Regions from separate parts of the Mus musculus genome. Here all the other regions are linked to region 2. The links are chromatin contacts, called in public promoter capture Hi-C maps. All regions are on one chromosome and are shown on one strand. Each heading gives the region's core, a stretch centred on a gene start, on an enhancer-like site or on the middle of the called end of the contact. The rest is flanking DNA. Distances are from core to core; before and after follow the strand shown.

Evidence for each region. Promoter capture Hi-C pulls out the DNA fragments that hold promoters and counts their contacts.
Region 1: a contact with region 2 is called in a promoter capture Hi-C map of liver, with 3 times the contacts expected there. The contact joins the promoter of Plxna1 here to the promoter of Cfap100 in region 2. A contact is called at or near these places in 2 of 39 promoter capture datasets (hippocampal neurons and liver) and 1 of 115 datasets of contacts at active chromatin or transcription factors (astrocytes).
Region 3: a contact with region 2 is called in a promoter capture Hi-C map of liver, with 4 times the contacts expected there. The contact joins the promoter of Mgll here to the promoter of Cfap100 in region 2. A contact is called at or near these places in 2 of 39 promoter capture datasets (both in liver).

Annotation. Positions count from the first base shown.
Region 1 is chr6:89,361,317-89,365,339 of GRCm38.p6, forward strand. Plxna1 (plexin A1) reads right to left here and starts at 1,297. Exons shown (of 32, transcript NM_008881.2): 1 at 1,091-1,297. It overlaps Gm40415, which reads left to right and starts at 39. Exons shown (of 2, transcript XM_017321867.2): 1 at 39-82; 2 at 269-1,275. The coding sequence starts at 428. The coding sequence ends at 862.
Region 2 is chr6:90,426,656-90,430,532 of GRCm38.p6, forward strand. Cfap100 (cilia and flagella associated protein 100) reads right to left here and starts at 1,825. Exons shown (of 17, transcript NM_173775.3): 1 at 1,724-1,825; 2 at 783-888. The coding sequence starts at 834.
Region 3 is chr6:88,722,224-88,726,252 of GRCm38.p6, forward strand. Mgll (monoglyceride lipase) reads left to right here and starts at 2,189. Exons shown (of 8, transcript NM_011844.4): 1 at 2,189-2,348; 2 at 3,478-3,622. The coding sequence starts at 3,498. The region is part of intron 2 of Gm26588 (a long non-coding RNA gene); the gene reads right to left.

The DNA.
Region 1 (4,023 bases), core at 47-2,546, 1.1 Mb before region 2:
GGGGGTGCTCTAGGAGGGCTGGAGAAGCACAGGATAGCACCACCCTGATGGGACTGAAGACCCGCAGCACCTGCTGGAAGAGGTAGGTAGCACCAGGAGCCAGAGCCAGAGGTAGGAGCCTGGCAGAGGGGCAGAGGCTCAGTTCGTTCCCATCCCCCCCCAACACACCCCTTTCTTTCAAGGGGCGTGGCCCCAGCACCCCACCGATGAGACTGAGAGGGCTCCGGCCACCTAGTAGCCTCTCTGAAGCCCTCTTGTATCCTTCCAGGGCAGCACCTGGGATCTCTGCAGGCAGAGGGGGCCTCCCAGGAATCTACACTCGCCCTTCCCTACAGCAGCCAGAGTCAGCCCATCACCGCCGCCGTCCTCGCCGTACACCAGGCCTGGGACCGTCCAGGAAGCAAGAGGGGAATCCTCCGGGGAAGGAATGACCCGTGGAGGCCCTGCGCAGGGGGAGGCCGAGGAGGCCCGAGCCGGCGTCCTCTCCGGTGGCACCGCACCGCCCCTTGCAGCCGGGTGGAGGGCCTGCGGGCCTGGGCTGGCTGCGGCGCCCACTCGCGCGCCGGAGCCGGAGGGGGCGGGGGTCCCCACGAAGCCTTGCAACTTCCACCCCACTGCCTCAGGCCGGCCCGAGGCGCAGCCAGGGACCTGCCCCGAATCCCGCGGCCCTGCCCGGGCCTGCCCAGCGCGGCGCTCGCCTGCGGCCCACGTCCCCACCCGCGGCCCGGTCCGACCCGGCGCAACACGGGCCGACATGGGCACCCGCAGGGCCCTTCCCGCGGGGCCACTGCAAACTTTCTCTCCTGCCTGGAGGAAGGGACCGCGACTGCGGCCACAGACATTGCGCCCCCCCGGATCGTAGGGCCCCGGACGTGCTGCGACCCGCCGGGACGCGGCAGCCCATAGCGGAGACCGCGCCCGGACACACGCGGGCGCCCGGCCGGAACCGCAGGACACGCCAGCCGCGGACACGCGCGCCGCAGTCCCCGCGCACACCCCCCTGGCCGCCGCCAGCGCCCCCCGGCCACTCGGGACCCCGGGCCGCGACGAGCCTCCCGCCGCCCGCGGGGAAAGTTGCGCCCCGACTCACCCGCCAACCCCGGGCGCGTCCCGCCGCTGGCCATCGTTGCGCCCCGCCGCTCGCCCCTCTGCGGGGCCGCCCACGCCGCGCAGGCCGCCCAGGCCGAGGCCGCCGCGCCCGGGCTCCGCTCCGCTGCGTGGCTGCGTCGCCGCTGCCCAGCATGAATGGGGCGCTGAGCTCCGCGCGGCTGCGGACCGGCCTCGCTCTCGCCGCCCCGCGGAGCGCCGTGCCGCGCGCATGCGCCGGCCGAAGCCGGGGGGCGGGGCCGGGGGCGGGGGCGGGGGCGGGGCGGGACCCGCGATGGCCTGCAGGGGGCGCTCGGCCCCGCGGCGAGAGCGCGCGCGGCGGGCCCCACCGCTTGCCTTCAAAGGGCGATGGCCACCTCAGCCTTAAAACTCTGGACTGGGGTGGGGGTGGGTGAGGTGGTCCGGGTGGTCCCAGGAGTCGATGCACTCTTTAAGGAGCACAGGCTGGAAGTACAGCTTTCGTGCACGGAAGGGTAAACTGAGTCCGGAGGAAGCACTTGCCCTGGTCCTATTGCTCATCTCTGCCTGCGCAACGATCGCTTAGGTGGGACCGGCACTGCACCCCGCAGGCCCCAGGAGGTGGCGCGTGCCGGGATGCCTAAGCTCAGAGGACGACTGTCCTGTCCGGTACGCGGTCCTGCAGCGGGGCGTGTTAGAACTACCCCAGCAGGATAGAGACCTCGCCGGGTCGATCGCGGGCGCGGGGCTGGCCTGCAGAGCTGGATTGCGCCAGGTCTCGGTCGGGTAGAGAACCTTTCTCAATAAGGTCACCCAGTGCAAGGCATCCAGACCAAAGCAGGCAGCTGTGCGCAGAACAGAACAGAGCAGTCAGAAAAGGTGGTCGTGGGAGGGGCGAAGGCTGACTGGGCACAGCCTGGGGGACCCAGTGCAGCTCATTCGGTAAGGACCATTGTCCGTACTCGTCTCCCAAGCAGTCATCACCCTCTTTCCCTGTGCTCATCCTTGCCTGGTTTTTCTTTGGGTGTGACCGTTTACATTTTGTCTCCCTGAATGACATATTCTTTTGTGTAGCTTGTTTGAGGATGCTATAGAAATGGTGTCCCGCCTTCCTCTCTGATAGGAATGCAGGGTCCTGTGGTCAGTCTTTGCTCTCACTGTGTGGCACAGGCTATTCTGGATAGTTAACCCTCTCTTCTGCTACTGGACTGGAGCCCCCTGCTCTAGACCTTGGTCTTTAGCTTCAACAGACGATGCAAACTTGGTTTTCCCCCAAGTGAAACCCCACCCCTCCACGTGATGGAGAAGTGTCAGCAACAGTGGGAAAGGTAATGGTTTGATTTTGCCAGGCTGAAAGTTGGTGCTGGTTCTTTTTGCTTCTGAATGGCGGTGAGACCCTTCTTCCACAGTTACACTTACCGTCGGACTCCACAGGCACTACATACTGAATGTACAAATCTCTGCTGTGCTGTACAAACCGGGTAGACAGACTGCGCAGGCCCTGTGACCTGCCCAAGCTCCCTCGCTGGTTGGTGGCAGAGCCTGGAGTCTGGCCCAGAGGTGCAGTTCAAACTGTGGGCTTCCTAGTTGCACACCTGTCTGCTTCCAATAGTTGGCTCTGCTTTCCAGTCCACAGCCTTACCTGCCTCACAGATTTGGTAATCCACTTGCAACGCTTTGGGGAGGTTACAGGCAGACTGGGGTTGTGCCTGTCCAGCTGTTCCCTGAGTTGCCTCTGCTCCTTAGCTTCAGAGGCTGACTGCCTCTGCTCACACCTGCCTTTGCCAACCTGTCTTCTGAAGTACAGCTAGGCAGGTGCTCAAGGCTCTTCCTGTTTTGTGACCCACACACAGCGGATAGGTATCCAGAATACATGAAGAACGCCAAAGAATCTACACAAACACGGCTACCATCCCACAGGAGGGGATAGGTGACCTCCGAAAACCTTTTTCTGGAGGAAATCCAGCTAGGGGCTATTGCTTTGGATCAGTTAGTAGTTCCACTGATCCCTCTCAGCTGCACTGTGCCTCCACTGATGTCTCAGCTCTTTTTTATGTGGTCTTATTGAGTCCCGAGAAGCAGCAGAAGAAGAAAGCCTGTGACCATAGAAGAGCTGGAATTGAACCTGGGCCTGCAGCTTTGGCTTGACCACATTGCAGAGAAAGGAAGTGAGTCAGCACAGCTGCTGTGACTGCTGCTGCCAGGGCTCCTCCCTCTGCGTTTCCCCCTTGGGGGTCACTTCCCTGCAGGAACTGGAAAGGAGAGGAGTAGTCCCAGGAGCAAGGTTCTGGTCAAGGGGGCCTAATAAGGTTCTTAAGGCCCCTCCCTTCACATGCTCCAGCAGCGAACAGTTTCAGGGCCATTTCTGCACCTGTGACAGACCCTCCTACAAATGGGCTCAGCTGGCTCTTCCTCCCCTCTGACAGCCCCGTATTAGGGGTAAGGGATAAGGAGGAAGGCATAGGGAGAACCCAGGCATGCTGGAGGACCCACTTCTCCCAGACCCAGGTTCAAGCCTCAGGCCATTTCAGTCTTCCCCCTGTTCCCTCATCAGAGCCTCCTAGCCCATTTCACCCTCTTCCCTCCTGCCACCTCCTAGCTGGAGGTTGTGGGCCTTTCTTGTCTCTGGCTTCCACCCATGACTCAAGGGTCAAAGTAGAGTTGGTGGAGAGCCTCCTGTTCAGAACTCTCCACATATATATGCATGCACATGTACACACATCACACAGGTATTCACACATGTACAGGTACATATACATATACTCAGATATACAAACACATATGTACTCATAGGTACACATACGGGACACTCATGTATAGGCATACATACATACATGTACTCAAACTCAGGCATGCATACAAATGTACATATCCATGCACTTACACTCAGGCCTATATACATACATTCACTTATGTACATATACTCAGGCATATGTACACTGTACATACACATTGCAT
Region 2 (3,877 bases), core at 575-3,074:
ACACATTTTTTTTAAGCAGAAGAAAAAAGAAAAAGAAAAGAGGTGGCTCTGATTTGAAAGCTGAAGGGAGCAGACAATGCAGGAATGATAACACTGTCCACCTCACAGTTTCCTAGTGTGAGCACTGACAAGCATCCATGTCACTTGACCTGGGGACCAGCCAGCTCTCCTCCTCTAGACTCAGCCTAGCAGCCACAGCAGAAAAGAAGTAGAGAGGCTTGCTTTTACAGTGGCATCTCTCCCTACCTGCTACTGTCTACTATGTGTTCTTTCAAGTTCATGCACGGAAGTCCGTATCCCCACAGTACCTCAAAATGCAGCCTTGTTTGTAAATAAAGGCCATTGCAGATGTGTTTAGGAAAGCTGAGAACATTCTAGCATACACCCAAGTTCACAGTGATAAGAAGGACGACACTGGGGCACAGACACACACTGGAGGAACTCTATGGAAGAGCAAAGGCAGAAGTGGGTGGCGCCCTTAAGGCCAAGGGCAGTCAGGATGCCAAGTGCCCAACAGAAGGCAGAGGCACCTGGGTCAGACTCTCCACAAACCTCAGAAGGCACCAGCCCTGTGCTCCTTTTTCTCATGGCAGTCAAAGCTGTGCAACAGGCTTCTACCAGCTAAGCCATGAAGCCCTAGGTGGGGTTCTGCATCACGATAGCCACAGGAAAAGCATGCACAGTGTTGCTTTAGAACTACGTCAGTATTTGAGTGAGTTTACACCAAACTGTCCCAGGGTTCCTTTTGCCCTCCAGGAGCCCCCACCCAGCTCAGTACTTACTGTCTTCAACCATTTTCACGGAGAACCTAGAGGACCGTGCCTTGAACGCCATGGCTGAGGACCAACCGGTGTGCAAAGCTTGGCCTTAGCTGAAGCAGATTCTCGCCTGGAGAGTGACACAGTACTTGAGAGGATGGTTCCCCCAAACCCACAGCCCACTTTGAACTGAGTGACTTGCATTTCCACTATGTGGACTAACACTGCCTATTCCCTGTATCCAGGTTTAATGGAATCTACTATTCCCCTCCTGGGCAAGGCTGGCCCATATCTTCCTGTTCTCGGAACACACCAGCTTTGGTCTGCCTGGAGCCTCTGGGGAGCCTCTCACCTAGGTGAGGTTGGAAGGGTGAGGGGCGGGACTTCTCCCTTTAAAACTGGGCTCAGATGTCACTCTGAGAGACCTTCCTGCACCAATGCATGTAATGACCCTTCGTTTTCTTCTTTACAAGGTCAAGTGGTTACCTCTTACAAGACTTTTATTGCATATGTCTTCCAGAATGCAATCTGCACGGAAGCAAGCCCTCTGTTCCACCTGTTAGAGCTCCCGACGCTATGCTATGCTAGGTTCCCTTCAAAATGAAGTGAGTTTTCCTGTTTGCAGAAGCTCAACTAGTGTTCCAAATCTCAACGAAGCAGGGCCGAGGGTGGAGCCCAGGATTGCTTGCAGTCTGAGCATCTCTACCTCAGCCAAAACACTACCAGAGAATCCTGCCTCCTAACACCCCAGCTTCTCTTGGCACACCACACCCTGGGGCAAGAATGCAGCAGCAAGGGAATGGACCAGTGCTTAAATGGGGCCTGTCATAGATAAAGTGGAAAAGAGCACCGAAGGACGCAAAGCCTTGCAAGGGACCCAATAGAGTATTTGATCTCGGACCAGAGCCCCACAGCCACCCCGCTGGAGCCCACCCCCAAGCCCCCTGGCCCAGCCCCGCGCGCACCAACCAGCCGCGTGCACTCAGCTTGCTCCGAAGCCTCGGTCGGCAATTCTCCAGTCTTCTGGTCCTGAACTGCGTTTGCGACGCCAAGGCAACTATTCTCACAGGAGCTGTGATGTCATAAAGCCCCGGAGGCGGGCCCGGGCACACTGGGCGGGCTGGCGGGCCGGCGGGCGCGGAGTACTGTGCAGGACTGTGGCAGCTAAAGAGCAGAAGACACGGACTCAGGGAAGGGACAACGACTAGAAGCAGAGCGATCCGGGTTGTTGCAACCCTGCAACCCGGGGACAGGGTACGTTTGCCCAGCGCACTAGCTTCTTTCACCCCCAGATTCTCCTGCCCATCCGTAAAGGATTTTGTTGCAGCTAGGGCACAGACAACAGCCTGGCTCTTCAGAGAATATTTAGGAGTCTTGGGGCCGGGGAGGACGACGGTAAAACAGTCTACAGGCTAGGAATGTGCCAAAGACAGTCTCCCTTAGCTCCTGGCGCTACTCAGGGTCGCTGGCGCCACCCAGTGGGTGGAGAGATAGAACCAAGGCAAGAAGGCCAGGGGTAGGAGTGTAGAAGGATCCTGGAATGGGTCAGGGACCCTTGAATCACCAAAGGGACAGTATCCCGCAGGGCAGTCCAGCGCTGGGCATGGGGGAGCCAGGAAGAAAGGGTGGGCCCTGCATATGTGGTTTGTTGGTTTTGTTTGTTTGTTTGTTTGTTTGTTTGTTTGTTTGTTTTTTATGCAGCTAGTGTTAAATACTCTTTGCAAGCAAGTGGCTCCCTGCCTGGTGTTGGAGGAGGGCCCTTACACTGTGGTCTAGAATTCCCAATATTCTGGCCTCAGCTTCCCAGTAGGCTGTCAAAATAGCCAGACAAACTACAAAACAAAACAAAAATAATAGGAAGAAAGAAAGGAAGAAGAAAGAAGAAGGAAGAAGGAAAGAAAAAGAGAGAAAGAGAGAAGGAAGGAAGAGAAAGAGAGAGAGAGGGAGGGAGGGAGGGAGGGAGGGAGGGAGGGAGGGAGGGAGGAAAGAAGGAAGGAAGGAAGGAAGGAAGGAAGGAAGGAAGGAAGGAAGGAAGGAAGGAAGAACAACAGTAAAACCTGCACCAGGTTTGGAGTGCTTATTTATTCAACCAGTCAAGCAAATATTTCAGAAATCATTCATCTTTCACACCACGAGGGCTTTTACGAATTTAGAAAAATAAGCCACCAAAAGAGAACAAATGAGGGTGCTACCATTCCTGGTGTTAGCACACCTGTCCTGAGTCCCCGGTGAACCCTCACAGGGTGTCCTTTAAGCCAGGTATTGTTCTCAGCGCAGATCCATTCAGTACTTACTACCATCCTGATGACTAGGTCCGGTTCTGAACCACCACCCCTCAGCATGAGGAACCAATGTGAGCCTAAGATCCTAGAAGAAAGGCACACTGTGTTCAACATTGTACAAGCCAGAGTGATCGGTGAAACCTCAAAGACTGCGGAGAGTTGGAATGCTGCAAATCTAGAGCCAAAATTATCTGAGGTAATACTAGCCCTCGAAACAGCCACTGTGATTGACAGAACATTCTTGTAACTGTTACATAACTCTTCTCGGAATGTTCACACCTCTAACTTCTACCAACACAAAGGCCGAGAATGTCCTCAGATGGCATCTGAGGCCCACAGCAGAGAGCTCCACACCCTTCCTTGTAACCCAAGTCTGTGTTCCTCGGCCATAGCCGCTCAGTGTTTGGCTAGTTACTTCCTGTGAAGCAGAGCTGGTTTTACGTCAACACCGGTGAAGGCAGTTACCCAGACACGCTCCAACTCCCACCTCTTGTGGATCTTATGCATTATTCAAAACGATGTGTCTCGTACCAGAGATCGGGGAAGCCTGGAGGCGTGCTCGGTAAAGACGATAAGCTTTCTGCTGTGCCTCTTGGTTCCTCGGAAGGTTAGAGAAGAGATCATCTAGAAGATGTGGCATGGTATGGAAATTTAAACAAATTTTTACTTACGGGGTGGGAGAGCTCAGAGGACAACTTAGGGGAGTGGATTCTCTTTCCACCCTGTGGCTTCCTGGGATCAAACTCAGGTTAGCAGGCTTGGTGACAAATGCCTTTGCCTGCTGAGATCTTTAATCTTAGTCTAACATTTGATGATGAAAGCTTATTTTAAAAATTA
Region 3 (4,029 bases), core at 939-3,438, 1.7 Mb before region 2:
CACAAATGAGACGTTTACAGTGCTCACCTTTACAAACCCTTCCTCTACCACTCCTGTGTGGCATGGCCTAATTTGGCTTTTAGGCTGTCGACCTGCTAGCAGTAACTAATAAATTCATTTAATTATAATTTGGTTTAAACCTATGGTCTTTCCCCGGTGGATTTGAATGCTACTGTTGCTGAGGATGGCAGAGAGCTCATGGCCTCTAGGGATGGCTTATCTCATTCCCTGAAGAGCCAGACTACAGGAATCACACAAGGCTCTACTCTCTTAACTCTCTCTCTGATCAAGCGGGAGCAACTCTAGATTCAGGGGAGACTCTGTTGACAGCTCAAGGGACCGTTCTTCTCAAAACTCTCAAACCATTGAAAGTCACAAAACACCAGTGCTAGGAACATTCAAACCCGTGGCTTCAGGACCCTGCTACCCTTGCTCTCAGTAAACCACAGCTGAAGTGAATAGTAAGGATACTGTTAAGGCCCAGTCCAGCTTTGAGAACAGGCTCCCAGTCCTTCGCCTGAGCTTGCTTACCCTAATCCTGACCTGCCAGGAAATACAAAATCAACTCCAAGAAGTCATTTAGCCACTCCTTCTGTGTCCAAGCCCTGGAGACCTGCCTAAGGCAGAGGGTGAGCTAGGTCCTTCTGCATGGCCTGCAACCAATCTGTCTTTCAGAGACCCCTTTTACCATTCAAGTCAAGTTAGATTGCAGCCTCACCTTAGGTGGACACTACCACTGTGCTGCCCTGACAATGATACTATTCAACCCTGCTATTTTGCAAAGTGGTTGGCCAAGAAGAAAGCCCTGGAAAGCCTGAGGAGATGGGTGTGGGTTGGGGTCATCCTTCCTCTGCAGCTGTCACTCACAGGTGGCAGGCATAGGACACAGTGGACAGGCTGTAAATTTAGTGCTGGATTCCAGACTCCACAGCCACATAGGCAGCTGTGCTAGTGGGACCTGGATCCTGGGGCACCTAGGGGAAATGGTTTCATGCAGTGTGTGTGTGTGTGTGTGTGTGTGTGTTTGCTTGCAGTATGTCTGCTTCCTTCTCAGAGCTCTAAGCGCTTGTGCGTGAATGTCACGCATCTTTAGCTCTCTGGGTGTATATGGTGTGTTGTTTTTCTCTGTTGTGAACAAAAACATGGGGAAAGGAGCTACTTCTGCTGCTGAGGCGGAAAACTAAAGGGAAGCTGTGTCTGCTGAGATTAGCTGGCTGATTAAAGTTTCAGTACTATGGAGAGGTTGGAATGTTCCAGGTCCAGAGGCAAATTACTTTATTTTGGGCTAAGTTCGGGCCCTCAGGAACAGCCATTTCTTTCTTGCCCCTCTTTGTTAGAACTAACTTCTTGAGGCAATAGATGAACACTGTTTAACTATTGATTTAACACGATAGTTAGCTTCTACAAATCCAAAAGTTAGCAATGCTATCAGATAGCATTTTGAGCCTATAGGAACACTTTCCCATTTCACTGTTACCTGACTCTCTGTTGTACCCACCAATGTATTTTAAACTTGCCTTGATATACGGCTTTATCTGTTCTGTAAAACTATTTTAAAAACAAAACAAAACAAAACAAAAACCAAAAAAACCCAAAAAACTTCCCGAAACTGCTTTCACATAGGAACATGGAATTAGGGGTAACTTAAATCTGTGTTTCCAGCTCATGGTCATTCAAAATGGCTCCAGAATAATCTTTTCCCCTGTAAGATGAGAGCTGTGGTTTCTGCGCTGACACTCACTGTGTGTGTGGTGTGTTGTTTTTATCTGTGTGCATGGTGTCTAGGGCGTGTGCGTCCATGCTGTGTGTTTGTATTCATGTAGTAACTGTGACATTCACTTGTACCTCTGTGTGTAGTTTGTATCTGGGGAAGGGTCCTGAGGATGTGTCCTTGTGGGTGTGCCTACACCTGTGCTATCTGAATGTGGGTCTCGCACGTGTGCAACTGTAAACATGTGCATGCAGTTCTAGTGAGCGTGTTTCTGCTCCGGGGACCAGTGTGAGGGTCTGTGTTCTCGACTGTGCGCATGGGCTGGAAGGGCCCCATAATTCGGTTCAGTGCCCCGTGAAGGTCCCCCACGCGGCCAGGAAAAGCGCGAGGCAGGTCGGCGGGCGATGCCCCGCTCCTCCCCGGGGGCCGGGCACACGTGGGGCCCCGGCGCCGCCTCCCCGCGCGTCCCCACCCAGCGGGCCGCCCCCGCCGCCGAGCGGCTGGGGATAAAGTGGCGGCGCAGACGCCGCGCCCTATCGCTGCGCAGCCGGCCGCGCGCAGTAGTCTGGCTCTAGCCCGCCGCAGACCCGGACCCGCGTGGTGCTCGGGGAACGTGACAGCGGCGCTCGTGGCCCGGGTAACTGCCTCCCGCCCCTGCCTCAGGATAGGAGCCGCCGCCAGGGGTCCCCTGCGCGCGTGTGCGTGCGCACGAGTGTGCGCGCGTGTCAGCGTGTGCGCGTGAACGCGCCCCTCGCGCCCTCGCACCAACCCCCAAACAGACTTGTGCCCGTCAACTGCATCTTCCCAGACCGGTGTGGGAACAACGGCCAGGTCCACGTCCTGTGTGGCGTGCCGATGACAGCCGCGAGGTTTCCTTCCCTAAGCGGTCGCGGGCGGGCAAGAGGCAAAGTTTGTCGGAGAATCGGGGTGACTTTGCTCGGGGACCCGCATCTGCGCGAATGCGCGGTGCCGCGGAGCGCGTCTCGCAGCAGCTCCGGGCTGGGGACCGGCTGTCCCTCGCTCCCGGAACCCCTTCAGGGGTGTGTTCTGGAAAAGTGGCGACATGAGCTAGAGCTGGAGCAGCAGGAGGGAGCAACTCGCACCCCTGCAGCCCAGGCGGGGAGGGCGCGGACCCCGTGGTGCTGCCCTGCGGCCGCGATGAGGGAACAGCCCTCGTTTGCCTGGCGCTGATACTCGAGGCTGTGGCGGTAGTGGAATGCAAAAGCCAAGACTAATGGAAACAGGTTTGTCATGGCATCTTTGGCATTCAGAAGGGAAAAATCGCTTGGGGCGCGTCACCTACTTATTATGCCCCCTGAAACCCGCACAGTGGAGATTTTAGGAGAGATGGGTCCTTGCAGCTGGGGCTTTGTACCCACGGAACTGACTGTAATTTCCGCTTGATTACAGCTAAAATAGTCTTTAAGATGAAGTTTCCTGAGATGATTTAAAATAAACACAGATGGGAGGGGGGCTATACTGAGGCACTTTAAAAAAATAAAGTGAGCATTTTCTTAAGGACAAACAGGACTTTTCAATCTTGAAGGGGTTTGCAAGAGATGTATGTAATTTTAAAATATATATATCAAATTGGGGTTTGGTGGGGTTTTTTTTGTTTGTTTGTTTTGTTTTTTGTTTTTTGTTTTTTGTTTAATTGCCTAGAAAAGAAGCCACAGCCACAGTCCTGACTCAAAAAAGGCTTTCTTTCCTCCCATATGGACATAAGTGTATTTCTGACTTTAGAATATGTCCACCTTTCTTCCAAGGGCCTAAAGACCCCTGCAGGATGCCTGAGGCAAGTTCACCCAGGCGAACTCCACAGAATGTTCCCTACCAGGACCTGCCTCACCTGGTCAATGCAGACGGACAGTACCTCTTTTGTAGATACTGGAAGCCCAGTGGCACACCCAAGTAAGTCCTCTCCTCTTCGTCCTCCTTCATCGCACCTGCTCCTCCTCCTCCTCCGTCATCATGAGGGCCACCCTTTCCGTGACCTGCCTCTCATGTCACTGACACCCCTGGCACAGCGGTGTTAGCAAAGTTGTGAGCTATACTTTATGCTTTTCTTTAAAATGACGGCTCAAGAGTTCTCTTTTCACTACAACTAGGATAGGAGTCCACTGTCTGGCAGTTTTCAAAGATTCATATGACTTTTTTTTTTGTACCAGAATTGATTCCCTGTTGCAAGCATTTATTTAAAAGCAAACCCAACAATTTAAAAAAAAAAAAAAGCCAGCGAATGCATAAGAAAACTAAAATTATATGTGCGCGTATCTGTCTTTTTAACCTCTGCTGTGTGCTCCTGCTTAGTTCTGAGC